Regions from separate parts of the Mus musculus genome. Here regions 1, 2 and 4 are each linked to region 3. A link is a contact called in public promoter capture Hi-C data. All regions are on one chromosome and are shown on one strand. Each heading gives the region's core, a stretch centred on a gene start, on an enhancer-like site or on the middle of the called end of the contact. The rest is flanking DNA. Distances are from core to core; before and after follow the strand shown.

The links. Promoter capture Hi-C pulls out the DNA fragments that hold promoters and counts their contacts.
Region 1: a promoter capture Hi-C map of liver shows a contact between it and region 3, with 2.5 times the contacts expected there. The contact joins the enhancer-like site here to the promoter of Kif26b in region 3. A contact is called at or near these places in 3 of 39 promoter capture datasets (frontonasal cranial neural crest, liver and second pharyngeal arch cranial neural crest) and 4 of 115 datasets of contacts at active chromatin or transcription factors (bone marrow-derived macrophages, embryonic forebrain, forebrain and 1 more).
Region 2: a contact with region 3 is called in a promoter capture Hi-C map of liver, with 4 times the contacts expected there. The contact joins the enhancer-like site here to the promoter of Kif26b in region 3. A contact is called at or near these places in 5 of 39 promoter capture datasets (the C10 cell line, the HPC-7 cell line, hippocampal neurons and 2 more) and 2 of 115 datasets of contacts at active chromatin or transcription factors (embryonic forebrain and embryonic stem cells).
Region 4: a promoter capture Hi-C map of liver shows a contact between it and region 3, with 5 times the contacts expected there. The contact joins the promoter of Sccpdh here to the promoter of Kif26b in region 3. A contact is called at or near these places in 8 of 39 promoter capture datasets (3T3-L1-derived adipocytes, the HPC-7 cell line, embryonic stem cells and 4 more), 1 of 115 datasets of contacts at active chromatin or transcription factors (embryonic forebrain) and 1 of 9 other capture datasets (liver).

The regions. Positions count from the first base shown.
Region 1 is chr1:179,569,506-179,573,358 of GRCm38.p6, forward strand. The region is part of intron 1 of Cnst (consortin, connexin sorting protein); the gene reads left to right. Among named protein-coding and RNA genes, the nearest start is that of Cnst, 25 kb to the left of the region's middle. Within about 2 kb of position 2,431, at least 50 of the 459 cell types and tissues checked have an H3K27ac peak or open chromatin away from gene starts, as enhancers often do. A contact at or near this core is called in liver, where this site is marked.
Region 2 is chr1:179,606,929-179,610,573 of GRCm38.p6, forward strand. It overlaps Cnst (consortin, connexin sorting protein), which reads left to right. Exons shown (of 11, transcript NM_146105.3): 9 at 2,858-3,645. Among named protein-coding and RNA genes, the nearest start is that of Sccpdh, 59 kb to the right of the region's middle. Within about 2 kb of position 1,758, at least 10 of the 459 cell types and tissues checked have an H3K27ac peak or open chromatin away from gene starts, as enhancers often do. A contact at or near this core is called in liver, where this site is marked.
Region 3 is chr1:178,527,767-178,531,301 of GRCm38.p6, forward strand. It overlaps Kif26b (kinesin family member 26B), which reads left to right and starts at 1,359. Exons shown (of 15, transcript NM_001161665.1): 1 at 1,359-1,859; 2 at 2,623-3,024. The coding sequence starts at 1,797.
Region 4 is chr1:179,666,832-179,670,179 of GRCm38.p6, forward strand. Sccpdh (saccharopine dehydrogenase (putative)) reads left to right here and starts at 1,400. Exons shown (of 12, transcript NM_178653.3): 1 at 1,400-1,714. The coding sequence starts at 1,525.

The DNA of each region.
Region 1 (3,853 bases), core at 1,181-3,680, 1.0 Mb after region 3:
GCATGGGAACCCAGAGAGGGGAGCCAGGAGCCAAGAGAAGAACCAAGAGAGCAAGTAACCAAAATAGCAGAGTTAAATGGGATTGAGAAGCCTGGGGGAAGGGAAGGGCAGCCCAGCCCCAGAGAGGGAGAGGCTTAGGGTAGGGGTGGAATGAGAAGTGCTGGGAGGAGCATGGGGACGGAGGAAGACTTGTCTGGGGGTTTCTTTAGGATCTGACAAACAAAAGTGGTGTTTTAGAATGCAAGTGTCTCTAAACGGTACAAAGCTATAAAAGGTTAACAGTAACATTTGTGAGATTCCTACAGCATGGGTACACACACACACACACACACACACACACACACACACACATCCATCCTTCCTTTTAAAACATGAAATAAACCAGAGTCAAGGTTTTAGAAATGACGTTCAGTTGTCCACATAAAGAAACAGGAAAAAAAAAAAAAAAAAAGGAAAAAAAAAAAAAGAAACAGGAAAAAGAATGACTTAAGTTTTGCAGAATATGGTATAAATGACAGTTGGCGTCACTTTCTGTTAACCTAGAAGAGTCTGGCACTCCTGGTGATTCGTTTCTCCTGTAGAAGGTTAGGATGCAGATCTCTGTTTAGCTACTACTTTGTAATTTAACTGCACCATGAGGCTGATTTGAAGACAGTGAATATACCACGAAGTAGAATTTGGAATTATGATAGAATTCATCTCTAAACAGTGTGGATTTATGGAGTAGAATGCACAGTATGGACTTATGGTAACTAACACTCACGTGCGAGTGGGCCAGTTGCCCCTGTCTTGGCTGCTTGATACTTTCCAGGTAATTCCCAGGGCCCTCTCCCAACACTATGCCCCATCTCTTCAGTGTGTGCACCTCCTGTGAGTCTGGTTTTGTTTTTGATATACAACTTTTACAATGTGCCCAAAATGTTTTGACGTTTGGGTATGAGGAAGTACCAACAAGGGGGATGCATAATTCTGAGGCTGACATTCTGAAAATAAATAAACAAGGAGTAGAAATTACTTTTAAAGGCCTATAGCATCTATTTCTGTCAGTAGGTATTTATTTACATTGTCATGTTACACTAATTATAATGTCTGTGCCAGGAAATGCCTGTAGCATAACTTGTATTAGCAAGAATGAATTAGCATGGAGTGAGTCACCATGACTATGACCCTTGTCAAGGCTGTGTCAGAGCGGTATGGACCAATAGAAATACAGTGCAGGCTGTATATGTAATATTGTTTCTAGAAACTACACTAGGAAAAGCCTCTCCCCTTCTTGGTACATGTTAGAGTGAAACACAGGGTCTTGTGTAGGGCTGGCTAGCTTAGTACTCTACATATATCCCAGGCTAGTCTCAACCTCACAGCAGTCTTTATGCCCCAGCTTCCTCAGTGCTGGGTTTGTAGGTGTGTACCAGCAAGCTTAGCTAATAACCCTTTTAAAAAATTACATTTATTTAGCATGTGGGTGCATGCTTGTGAGCTTGGTAGCAAGTGCCTTAACCCATGGCCTTGTTTAGAGACAGGGCCTCACTGTGTTACTGAGGGTGGTCTCCAGCTCTCTATACCTGGGCTGGCCGCAAACTGTGACCCTCTTGCCACCCCTGCTTCCTGGGTGCTGAGATTATAGGTGTGGACCACTGTGCCCAGTGCTTAATCTGTATTTTGATTTCGTAAAATTTACTGATGTAAAAGGCTCAAATACAGTGTTCCACATGTGCCTAAGGCTTTCAGTTACTGAATTAATTTCCATTTTAATTTAGTTATGTAAAATGAACATTTCAGCTCCTGTCAACTCCTGTCAGTCAAAGCACTTGATATGCATTTTACCACCTTCCCCACTAGATAGGATCCATTACTGCTTTCTCTTGCTGGTCATGGTCTTCGACTGAATGCTGCCATTGTGTACAGGCAACATCCAGTAGACCAGCAGTCAAACCTTGTGACTTCACATTCGCTTCCTCGGGAGCTACGCGCTGACATTGTCCACAAGGGAGCCCTGAGGGCAGCATCTTAGGGAGAGAGCACTGAGAAGCATTAGTCTTACACACACACACACACACACACACACACACACACATACACACACGCACTGAAATTGGAACTGGGACAATGGCCTACTGGGTAAAGCGCTTGGCCCACAAGTGTGAGGACCTGGACTTGAGTTCCCAGAACATCTGTAAGAAGCTGAGCCAGGCGGTGGTGGTGGTTCATGCCTTTAATCCCAGCACTTGGGAGGCAGACAGGTGGATTTTTTTGGGTTTGAGGTCAACCTGGTCTACAGAGTTCCAGGACAGCCAGGGCTACACAGAGAAACCCTGTCTCGGAAAAAAACAAACAAACAAAAAAGAAGCTGAGTGTGTCATTGCACATCTGTAATCCTGGCACTGGGGACACAGGGATAGCCAACCTAGCCAAATCAATGAGCCTCTGGCTCAATAAGAGAAATCTTTAAAAAGGAAGTGGAAAGCAACTGAAAACTCCCTGCATCAACCTCTGGCCTCCACACTCGTTTGTGCATGTGCACCGACACAAACATTAAAATCTAGGCTCTGAGTGTCAGAGAGCAGGCAGTACTTGTTTTTCTGAGCCTGGTTCATCTCACTTTAAATAATTTCCAGGTCCATCCATTTTTCTGCACATGTCATGATTTCTTTCTTTCCTTTTTAATATTTTGTTGTGTCTATGCTCCACATTTCTCTTTTCCAACTATTGATGGAATTCTGGGCTGCTTCCATTTGTTAGCTGTTGTGAGTAGGGTAGCAATAAACATGTATGCGCAAAATATCACTGTGGTAGGACTTAGAGTCCTTGAAGTATGCACGCAGGGGACATATATATAGTTAGCTCACTTAGTCCTTCTATTATTAATTTGGGTTATGTTGTTGATTGACACAGGGTGTTATTAGCCTAGGCTGCCCTTGGACTTGCTATGTAGCCTGAACATCTATCTGGTCCTATGGTTTTCCCTACCAAGTGCTGGGATCCTAGGCGTATACCATCATCCTACTTTGTGTTTAGTGTTTTGAGAAGCCCATCCTGATTTCGGTACTACTTACACCCATTTCTACTCCCACCAGCAATGAACCAAGGTCATGAGAATCCCACTTTTAGAAGCACTGTCTGAGTCCTGTATGCTCTACATTCATTTTAGAAAACAAGGGGAAATGTCAGTCTTCTCTGGTTCTCCATCAGCCCTCCAAGCTGATACACGGTTAACTTCTAGAAGCTTCCTGGTAGTTCGGTACCGCAGTCAACACTCATAACTAAAATGTGAAATTGAAAGGTTTTGACTGGCACTTGAAAACTGTTTGAACTCAATCGAGTGTGGTAAAGCATGCTGCAATTCCAGCATTCAGACTGAAGAGCTTGAGATTGAGACTCGCCTGAGCTACACAGCATGTTCCAGGCCATCCTAAGCTACTGTACGGAGGGAGACCTTGTCTCCAAAAACGAAACCCCAAGAAATAAAACAAGCATCAGCAAAAACTATATAAAACAGTATTGAACGCAGTGAAGGGCGTGTTGGAGTACGTTCGTGCGTGCGTGCATGCGTGCGTACGTGTGTCTGTGTGTGTGTGTGTGTGTGTATGTGTGTGTGTGTGTTGGAGTGTCTAATGAGAAGGTGCTGGAGTGTGAGTGTTTCTTCCTCAGTATTGAGCTGGTGAGGAGTGGGCGTCTCTGGACTTGAGGCTAGTAGAGCACCCTTGGATCACCATCTCTGACTTTTGACCTGACTATAAATTGGCAAATTCAAACTTAGGAGTCAGCCTTTGTTCTTTTGAAGGAACTTGGTATGTGAAAGTTAAAGTATTTCAGTCTGATCTGAATGAATTAAAGAAATATGGCAATACAG
Region 2 (3,645 bases), core at 508-3,007, 1.1 Mb after region 3:
AGGGAGAAGTTCTGTCTGGAGAACTTATAGAACGTTATCCTCTCTCCTTTGTTAGCTAACATACAGTGTGTGTGTGTGTGTGTGTGTGTGTGTGTGTGTGTGTGTGTGTGAGTGTATGAGTGTGTATATGCGTGTGTGTGTATGAGTGTGTGTTTGTGTGTGTGTGTATGGGTGGGTATGTATGTGAATGTGTGTCTGTGAGTGTGTGTATGTTAATGTGTGCGTGAGAGTGTGACTGTGTGTGAGAGAGACTGTATGAGTGTGTGTGTGTGTCTGTGACTATATAAGTGCATGTGCAAGCGGATGAATGAGTGTGACTCTGTGTGTGTGTGTGTGTATGTGTGTGTGACACTGCATGTGTGCTGTGAGAGTGTGACTGTGTGTGAGAGACACTGTATGAGTGAGTGTGTGTGTCTGTGACTATATAAGTGCATGTGCAAACGGATGTGTGTGTGTGTGTGTGTGTGTGTGTGTGTGTGTGTGTGTGACTGTGTGTGTGAGACATTGCATGTGTGCTGTGAGAGTGTGTGTGATTCATACCGCTTTGTGTGTATGTCTGTGACTATATAAGTGCATGTGCAAGCATATCAAACAGGCTTTGGGAAACATTTCTAAATGTATTTACAAAGCTTTAGAAGTAAATATTTTCAGGACATTTTTATCCTGATGATGATTTTATTATCAGTTTATATTATGAACCTTATGATTTGAACTGTTTTAAAGAGAGATGGCAGGCGTTCTGAGTGAGCCTCCCTGACAGTACAGATGTGACTGTTGCCATTCACTAGCCCTCTGCTCTACCAAAGCTCTTGTTAAGTCAGTTCCAAATCTTCATTCCCTTTTCTCTTATGACACAAATTAGGGATTTTGTTTTGTGTCAACCTCACACGCTTGTTTTTTTTTTTTTTCTGTCTTTTTTCTAGTAATTTTTTAAATGTCAGAAACCAGGGTAAAATAAGCTTTATTGCAACTTAATAGACACGGTGATGTGCACCTGTAATCCCAGAACCGAAAGGGGCAGGCAGGAGAACACGACTCAAAGTCGTCCTCTTAGTTACAGGGCGAGTTTAAGCCTGGCCTGGGCTGTAGAAGATCCTGTCCTGAGTCATGTCCACACACACACACACACACACACACACACACACACACACACACACACACACACATGCACCCAGTAAAGGGATGGACTCAGGAGTCACCCAGTTTGAGTGTGGCCGTGCCTCCACATTGTGTGCACTGGGAAGATTGCTGTTAGGAACCCTGTGTGTGAAGCGAAGCTTAGCACTGCATGCAGCCCAGCACCGGCCTGTCCTCTGCTGCGCTCTCTGTGGTACAGATGGGGAGACCGAGGCACCACAGTTAAGGCCATTTGTCTGGTGCTCTGGTTCTTAAGTTAAGCCTGGATCCTTGCTCTTCTAACTGAATACCTCATTTTTTGACTGAGTAAACGGTTGGGATTATCACTGGCTTCAACAATCCAAACAACAATATCCATCATGATCCTGGACAAAGAAGGGCATCTGGCCCCACCTCATCTTTAAGAGAGAATTGTCAGTGCTGTGGATGCCTTTCCAGTGTAGCTTGGGGCCCTGCACTCTGCATCTTTCTCTGTATTTTGTCCTTGTTATGTATTGTCCTTTCCCTTATGTGGAGATCCCCAGCCTTGGGGGTTAACAGACCAGGAATGTGCTGCCCGGTCTCATTGGACTTTATGACTGAGCTTGACCCATTTCCCACCTGGCTGTAGCCTTTCTTACTTTGACCTTTGCCCCATACCCTGCCTGATAGATGCCAATAAGCTTGGGCAAGGCTCACAACCCATGGGGACCTGCTGTCTTGCAGCCAAACCTTGGACTCTCCAGAGATGGCCACTTCTTCTCAGTGCTCTCTGATATCAGAAGTTGGGGGTCGGGAGCCAGGGACCGTGCAGAACTCTTCCGGTGCCGCCTCTGCATGACAGCGGAGTCTGCCAGGCCGTTTTGGCCTCTCCGGCATCTGAGACAGAACTTAGGAAATACCTGGTCTTGGGGCTGGACTGCTTAGATTGTCAGTTGGTAATTGAAGTTCTAGTAAACTAAAATTTAAAAGGAATAAAACTATTATTTTGTCTTACACTTTTGACTGTTTTTTGTGGAAATTATATATGCCCTCGTAGAATGTTTAGCTAACAAGATGAGAGGGCTTCTTTCTTGACCAATGGGCAAGTTCTGCTTTTTGTTTACATACAAGTTTTTTCTTTAAAAAGTATTGAGAGGTAGAAATTCAAACCTGTTTCTGCTTCTTGTCAGATGTATTCTCTGTAGTCCCCTCTGCGCCCATGTACTAGGAAGCTGCCTGTGCTCTGAAGGCACATTTTCAAAGGTGCTGTGTTCAGATTACAAGTCTAATCTGACAAACTCTCCTTCCTTCATTCTGAATAAACTTCGTCCTATTTACATCTTTATATTATTAGTAAGATTACCCAAATACTTACCCAATAATGGCATGCCTTAAGTAAGTAGAAGCTAAAAAAGTTTTCTGGTTTATTAGATTTTTAAAAAAAGAAAAATAATAAGTGTATTTATTTAAATATAAAAGACAAAAAATTCAGAATTTAAACTTTTTTATTTATAATGAGGACTGAATCATTCATTTACTTTAACATGCTTTTGAATAATCATTTTTCACTACATTAATACTATTTATTAACCACATGGCGTGTGTGTTCTGCCTAAGGACACTGCAGTGTAACAGACAGCATTTCTGTCTGAAAGGGTTAGAATAGTTTTGTGTCACACGTGTGCATGTGTTCCCCTCTACCTTTGTATGCAAAGCGTTGTTTGGAGTCCAAAAGCAGCTTATTTTTCTTCATATTCAGAGATTGAAACCTGTCCCAGCACGGATCCAAGTGGAGACCGGCATGAGGAGGAGCCCCAGGAGAGCAGCCCCGGCTGTCATCAGATGGAGTGGCAGACAGCTTCCCCCGAGCTTCCAGGGACTGCAGGAAAGGACCACACGGAGGAGCTGCCCAGCAGCACCAATGCCACACTGGACCTCCACACCCAGTCCCTGGAGACAGCCGGGAGCAGGTCAGGGCCAGCTGCTGCCTCGAATGCCTGCAAAGACAGCAGCTGCGTGCCGGCGCCTCCCACAGAGGACCACTGCGGTGTGGCCAGAGACCCTAAGGTGGCTCCTCCTAGTGAATCAGTGGCAGAGCAGAAGCTCTCCACCGGCGACGACGGTGCACTGCCTGGGTTGATTTCAGAGGGTAAATATTCACAGGCACACCGAAAAGAACTCTGCCTTCCTCTGCAGGACGCATTTGAAGCGCTGCCCAGGGACCAGCCTCACAGCAGTGAGGTAGCTGAGCCGCGGCAGCCTGATGTCACGGCCAGTGATGGGAAATCAGCACAGAGTCAGGCTGGCTTGGAGACTGGTCCTGAGAGTGCACTCTGTGGTGACAGGAAAGCCTGTGACGTAAGCACACTGTGTCTGGAAGTGTGTATGGCCCCAGAAGAAAGGCGGGACAGTGAAGACCGAGTGAGTAAGGAAACGGAAGACTATCTGCACAGCCTTTTGGAGAGATGCTTGAAGGATGCTGAAGATTCCCTGTCCTACGAGGACATCCAGGACGACGACTCTGACCTCCTCCAAGACCTCTCTCCT
Region 3 (3,535 bases), core at 109-2,608:
AAGACAGGAGGGGGGGGCGTTGCCCCGGGTTCTAGCACCCCAATTGTTGTATTCTGCCCCCTCCTTTCTCTTGCATATGTTGAAGGAAGACAGCGACTAGGGAAGCCCGAAATGTCCTCCTGCCCCCGCCTAGCCCCAGGCCAGGTCTTTCCGGGGTACCCAGATGCCATTACACCACACGTGATCTCCGCGCCCGGCTGGTCCCGCAGGAGGCGTCTCGTGGGGTGTTAATTAAAGGTCACAACAAAATAGACCTGCCGGCTCACCAGAAGAAATGTCCTCCCGGGAAATGAAAAATGACACCCCGGAGCAGCCACGTGTGGAGCCCGGCGTACGCCGGCTTCCTGCGCTCCTGGGCGCTGCGCCGGGCGGGGGACGGGAATCAGACAGCGGGCGACAGCTGGGTGCTCTGGAGATCCCACAGGTCCGGGTGCTGGCAGGCAACCGTGCAAAGGGGCAAGGGGACGATCCCAGTCCCCGAGGTCGATCAGCTCGCGCCACACCCCCTCTCCAGGCCCGCGCAGTCCTTCCGCGCGCGTTCGGCGCGACCAATCCCTCAGTTTCCCCAGCCTGGCAGCTACAGGCTGGGTCTCGGGCTCACCTGTGCAGGTCTCGGGAGGTTTTCCCTTCATTAACAGGGGCTTGGGCCCGTGGGCGGGCGCGGGAAGGGGGGCTCAAGGCTCCCGGTGCTCAAATCGGGGTCCAGGGGAGGAGGGTCCCCTGGCCCGCTGGGGCTAGGAGGGCGAATCAAGACAAGGTTTGCCAGGCAGGTCTGGGAGAACAAAGGGCGGGGGGGTTGGTCCCGGCCTGTTTGCGGACTTGTTTGTGACTCAATCCGTTTGCACGGCTTTTCAAAGGCAGACCTGCACGCCTTGCCAGGAAGAGACCAGCTCTCGGGGAGGGGGGCGGGGAGGCCTGGGTGCTGCGTTTCAGCGCAGCTCGGCCGACTCCGAGCTACAGGCTCGCGCGCTGGATAGCACCGGAGCCCGGGGCTGTGGGCCCCTCGCCAGCAACTTCCCCGCCCGGAGCCAGATTTACGACCCCACCCCCGCCCCGGCTGCGCCTGGCGATGCCAGGCCCAAGCGCCGCGCCGTAAATGGATCGCGGCAGGCGAGGCGGCGGCGGCGGCCCGGCGGGCTCCGAGGCGGCGGGGCTGAGGTTCCCTAGGCTCCGCGCTGCTCCCGGACGGACACACGCGTCCTGACCGCGGGCTGCTCTCCGGCCGCGTACAGCCGCCCTCTCCTTGCCCTGCGCGCAACTGTCAGGAGAAAACGGGACGGCGCATATTGGCTCGGCGACACGCCGTGGCTCCTCCCCGAGTCTGGATCCTTATATTTTGGGAGAATTTCTTTGAACTCAGTTAGCGAGCTCGGGGAAGGAGGCAAGTTCCCACCGCCGGCTCGGCTCGGCGAGGGCTCGCCCACCTTCCCTGCAGCCTCCCTGCGTCCTCGCCGCCGTCCTCCTCCGTTTCGGCCCCGCTAGAGGAGAACGCGCGCTGGCCGGGTGGAGGAAAATGCTAGCGATCTGGATGTGACCGCGAAGAGAGGACGCGTGGCTGGAGGAGGCAGAGAGATGAGAAGACCCATTATTTGAGAACCACCAGCCGTTCCAACCTTTCCTGCAAATTGGTGCTATTACTTCTGGGGTCCATTTGCTTTCATTCTTCCCAACCCCCCATTAAGAAATCTTGACTTGAGGACCAACCCCTACCACGAGGGGGGACGCGTCTGGGTTGGCAGACCTTTTGGATGTAGCCTTGTGGGAACATTTAGACCCTTTCCTCTGGAAGAGCCACCATGAATTCGGTAGCCGGAAATAAAGAGAGGCTTGCGGTCTCCACCAGGGGCAAGAAATACGGGGTAAGTTGTGGCGGTGTCCACGAGGAGATGCGTTTCCAGGGACTCATCTGAGTGGGTGTCCTCTGCTTCCCGGGAGCCGGCGGCGGATGCAGGGTCCCCAGCTCTCGGGTGCACCGGCGTCCCCACGGCCGGCGGGGTCGTGCGTGCATGGAGGCGGGTCTGCAGCTCGCCTGGCTACGGGAATGTCTTCAGCCCTTGGTTCCTCCCTTTCCTCACACCCTTAACTTTTGCAGTATTTCGGGACTTGCAGACAGAGTTAAGCCGAGGGGGAGCATTTCCCAGGAATTCCTCTGCTCTTCCCTCGGATCGCTGCCCTGGAGCGGGGAGCCCGTTTGCTTTACCTGCAGGACCTGGGGTGGGGGCTGTTCCCCGAATGAGTAAACATCCAGAAGTCACAGTCACCCACCCTGCGATAGGGTGTTCTAGGACTGTGTACCTAGGCCCTTGCTGGGGTGGGTACCGGGTTTGAAAGAGTAGGGCGCTGGATTTCTGGGTGTTCTCGCAGAAGCTGCAGGATATCCACACCCCGCAAGCTCTTGTGCTGACCCCAGGAGGAATGGAGGGGGACCTGCGTGCGGGTCACTCTGGCGAGGGTGGGTGGGACAGGACTTCCTTAAGGATTGGTCACTTGAAGGATGGAGATAGATGGAGGGCAGGTTTGCATCAGTGCGGGCAGGACGGCGACCCCCCCCCCCCACCAGCCCTCCGCCGCACGGGGGACTGATGGCTCTACAGGGCCTGACGCCGCGCGTCTCTCCGGCAGGTGAACGAAATGTGCTCGCCCACCAAGCCCTCAGCGCCCTGCTCTCCTGAGAGCTGGTACCGCAAGGCTTACGAGGAGTCGCGCGCCGGCAGCCGGCCCACCCCGGAGGGAGCAGGCTCTGCGCTGGGCTCATCGGGCACCCCGTCCCCGGGCTCGGGCACCTCGTCCCCGAGCTCCTTCACCGGCTCTCCGGGACCTGCATCTCCGGGCATTGGTACCAGCTCGCCCGGCTCTCTGGGCGGCTCACCCGGCTTCGGCACCGGCTCCCCTGGCTCGGGCAGCGGCGGCGGCTCCTCCCCCGGCTCCGACCGCGGCGTCTGGTGCGAGAACTGTAACGCCCGCTTGGTGGAGCTGAAGAGGCAGGCTCTCAAGCTGCTGCTGCCGGGACCCCTCCCGGGAAAGGTGAGCTACTGCGGGGTGCTCTGCGGGAAGATGCGCCCCACCTTAGGATGCTGCCTCGAGGCGCCCGGGTGTAAGGCCCCTAGCTGAGCACCCGGCTTCGCGGCGCCAGGGGATGCCCCCAGTGGGTTAGCCATACAGGTTCTCCCTACCCTGTCTGCAGCAGCATGCCAAAGGGGGCACTAACAGCCAGCTGCTGCGAGTTCCAGGTTCCAATGGCTTATTTGTGGCTCTACCTTCCCTGCATCACAGAAACATATTTTCCAAAGCCAGCATTTCTCTCTTAACACTCCATGTGTCTAAGTGAGGAAGATTAAGAGGTGGCCCGCTGTAAGAGCTGAGCTACATCCTGACCTGCTCCTGGGCTTATTTAATAAGCACATTGGTTCCTCCATAGCAACCCCGTCTGCGTGGTTTGACCGGCCTGGAGCCCCCAGAGCGGAACACAATGCAGTTGTATTTGCACAGTTGGGTCCAAGTACTATCACATGATAATATTTACTCATCCACTTCA
Region 4 (3,348 bases), core at 150-2,649, 1.1 Mb after region 3:
CGGTACCAGAGGAAGCCAGAAGAGAGTACCAGATCCCCTGGAACTGGAGTTACAGAAGGCTGTAAGTTGCCTTGTGGGTGCTAGGAATCGAACCTGAGTTCTCTGGAAGAGCATCTAGTGTGCTTAACTGTGGAGCCATCTCTTCATTCCCCAAGAATTTCTTGATCGTGAGAGAAAACCAACTAGAGCATTAAAAACAAAACAAAACAAAACAACAACAACAAAAAACAGCAGGGGAAGCTGGTCCAGTGCTCAGGAGGCAGAGGCTGGTGGATCTGAGCTGGAGGCTGGCCTAGTCTACCAAGAGAGTCCCAGGACAGCCACCAGAGTTAACAAAGAGAAACACTGTCTCAAAAAAACAAAAGAAAAGGAGTGGGGTGGGAAGTGGGGTGGAAGGCTTGTAATTCAAAGACTCAGGAGACTGACACTGGAGGACCCAGATTCTGAGGCCACAGAGAAGCTGTCTGGAAACAAAAGCAACAACAAAACTTTAAGCAAGCTTAAGACAAAGGAAAACAAACAAACAAACAACGCTCAACAATAATCAGCAATTTGGGCAGCCCTGAAAACCAGAGCTGGGTCTAAGAAATCCAGAACGGAATTCAAGTCAAGTGATATTTACAGAAAAAAAAAAAAAAAATCACTAAGGCAAATGAGAGGCTTCATGGGATAGTGGTCATCTAAATACCCTGGCCTAGCTGCTGTACCCACCCCCATGGACATTCTGCTTTCTACAATAAGTCTCAACGAACACGATTAGGTTTGGTCTGTAGCAGCTCCGAGAATAGCTCAGTAGGCACAAGTGCTTACTGCTGATCCTGACATTTGATCCCTAGACTAGTTGTCCCCTGGCTCCTGTGGCACGGGCGTGTGCACAGACAAGACATACAGACGCATAAACAAACTTAAAAATAATTTAAAAAATTTTTTTAAAGGAAGCCTAGCCCAAAGCAATGGTCTCTGACACCATCAGAAAGGCTGGATGACAGACAGTCAGTCCAATGCTCTCAGCTCGGGTCACCAGCGTTCCTTATTGCTAATAAGCTTCTCCTCCGCCACCGACTTCCAAGCTCCAGTTCTCGGCGTGGGCGACCCCCCGGCCGTCTCTTTTCGCAATCCCCCCAGAGAAGCGGGAAGAACCGGCCCGCCCTGGTTCTGCTTCAGGGGAACCAAGAGGACGCGATGATTCGGGTGGCCAGATTGATGCGGGTAGCCGGGCGGCGGGCAGCAATGGGCCGTCGGCCGCTCCTGTCAGCCACCGAAGCGGACGTGCAGCCCGAGCCGGATGTGGCGGCGCGGCACCGGCCGGTGGCCCGGGATGCGGCGCAGCAGCTTGGTCGCGAGGAGGCGTGGGCGTGGCTGTGGGCGTGGCCCGCGCGTGGGCCGAAGGGAGCCGGGCGCTGTAGCCGCGCCGACGGCGGCCAGGACAGCGGCGGTTGCTGCGCCCGGTACTGGGGTCCCGGCCTGAGGCGCAGGCGCGGTGGACTCAGCCCGCCCCGGGCTGCAGCTCGCTGTGGACTCGTCATGGCGACGGAGCAGAGGCCTTTCCACCTGGTGGTGTTCGGCGCCTCTGGCTTCACCGGCCAGTTCGTGACGGAGGAGGTGGCCCGGGAGCAGATAGCCTCGGAGCAGAGCTCCCGCCTGCCCTGGGCCGTGGCGGGTCGCTCCAAGGAGAAGCTGCAGCAAGTGCTGGAGAAGGCTGCCCAGAAACTGGGTAACACGGCGGGGTCGCCGGGGTGGGCAGGGCCGGGCCGGGCTGGGCGCAGGTCGCCGAGGGGCGTCTCCCTAGCGTGCGCCTGCATCGAGCCCTGCGGGAGGACCGGACGCCTCGCCTGGCCGAGCCGGGCCGGGCCTTGTTCCGCTCCTAAATTAAAGGAAAAAAAGAAGAAAAGGCTTTTCTCTCCCTCCCAATTTGGGGATCTCCACTGTCGAGAGAGAGTTCAGAACTTCAGTGGCTCCTCTGTCCATCTCTGTTGTTCTGATGGGTTTGAAGGGTTCTTGTACTTGTGGGAAAGGGAAATAAGACACGGATTTCTTGGAGGTCCATTGTAGTTTGTCTCTTGGGGACAATTAAGAAAGCTGAGTTGTACTAGCAATATTATAGTGCACCTATTTTTGTGGCTTGGTGATACGGATTTAGCTCAGCACTTCTGAACGTGGTAAGCATATACACCGTGCTTCTGAGTTACCCCGCTAGCTGCTTGCTTTTTTGTGTGTGTGTGTTTTTCTGGTTTTCAGTTTGTGTTTTTGCTTGTCGAAATCCGCCTGCAGTTCTCACTTTAATTGCTTGAGGCAGTGTGGGCTGACCTGGACATACTGATGCCCTTGCCTCTTCGCACCCCCACCCTCCACTCCAGTCGTCTTATTCTTAATAAAAATGTGGGAATTTTTTTTTTCTTTTTAAGTTTTGGATGTTTACTTATTCTTTCAGCTTCTAGTCAACATGTTGATTGAGTAGTATTTTCCATGCTAGGCCTTGTCCTAAGTGTTGTGATGCACACATGGGAGTGAGGAGGGACACGTGGGTGCTCTTGCGTGTACACACACACACACACACACACACCCAACCTTTTTGCTTTGGGGAAGCACCCGACTTAGAACCCCATAGCCTTGGAGTTTGGCAACTAAATCTCCACCCAGGACAAGTCATACTTGTTCTTCATTCTTTCTATTCAGTTTTATGGTTCCACACTGAGCCTTGTCAGGGCAAGGGAACACAGCCTTTTGTTTTGTGCTGCCATTGCTAACACACAGAACCTTGACAGAGAAGTTTTGGACATTTATTGTTTTCTGGAAAACAGGCCATTATTAAAATACATTGTTCCTTTTATTTTCCCTCAGTGAGAGTATAGCAGTGGTTCTCAGAGACCTGTGGATTGCAGACCCCTTGAAGGTCGAATGACTGTTTCATAGGGGTTGTCTAAGATCATCGGAAAACACAGATGCTTAGATTATGATTGACAACAGTAACAAAATTACAGCTATACATTAGTAACGAAAATAATTTTTATGGTTGGGGTCACTACAACATGAGGAACTGGATTAAAGGGTCACAGCACTAGGAAGGCAGAGAACCACTGCTGTATAATTATAACCTAATTCCTTACCATCTACATTGCCCAAATTAGGCAGCTTTGCAGAGAGTGCCTTAATCAGTGGAGACTTGCATGGCTCTATTGGGTCAATTAGTTCCAGTTATTTCCTTATAAGCTTGGATGATTTTATATAGGCTGGACTACTTAAAAATGAAATCACGGGTCTGGCGAGGTGTCCCAGCAGTTAGAACATGTACTGCTCTTGCTGAGGATCCCAGCAGCTGCATTGGGTGACTGACAGCCCCATGGAACT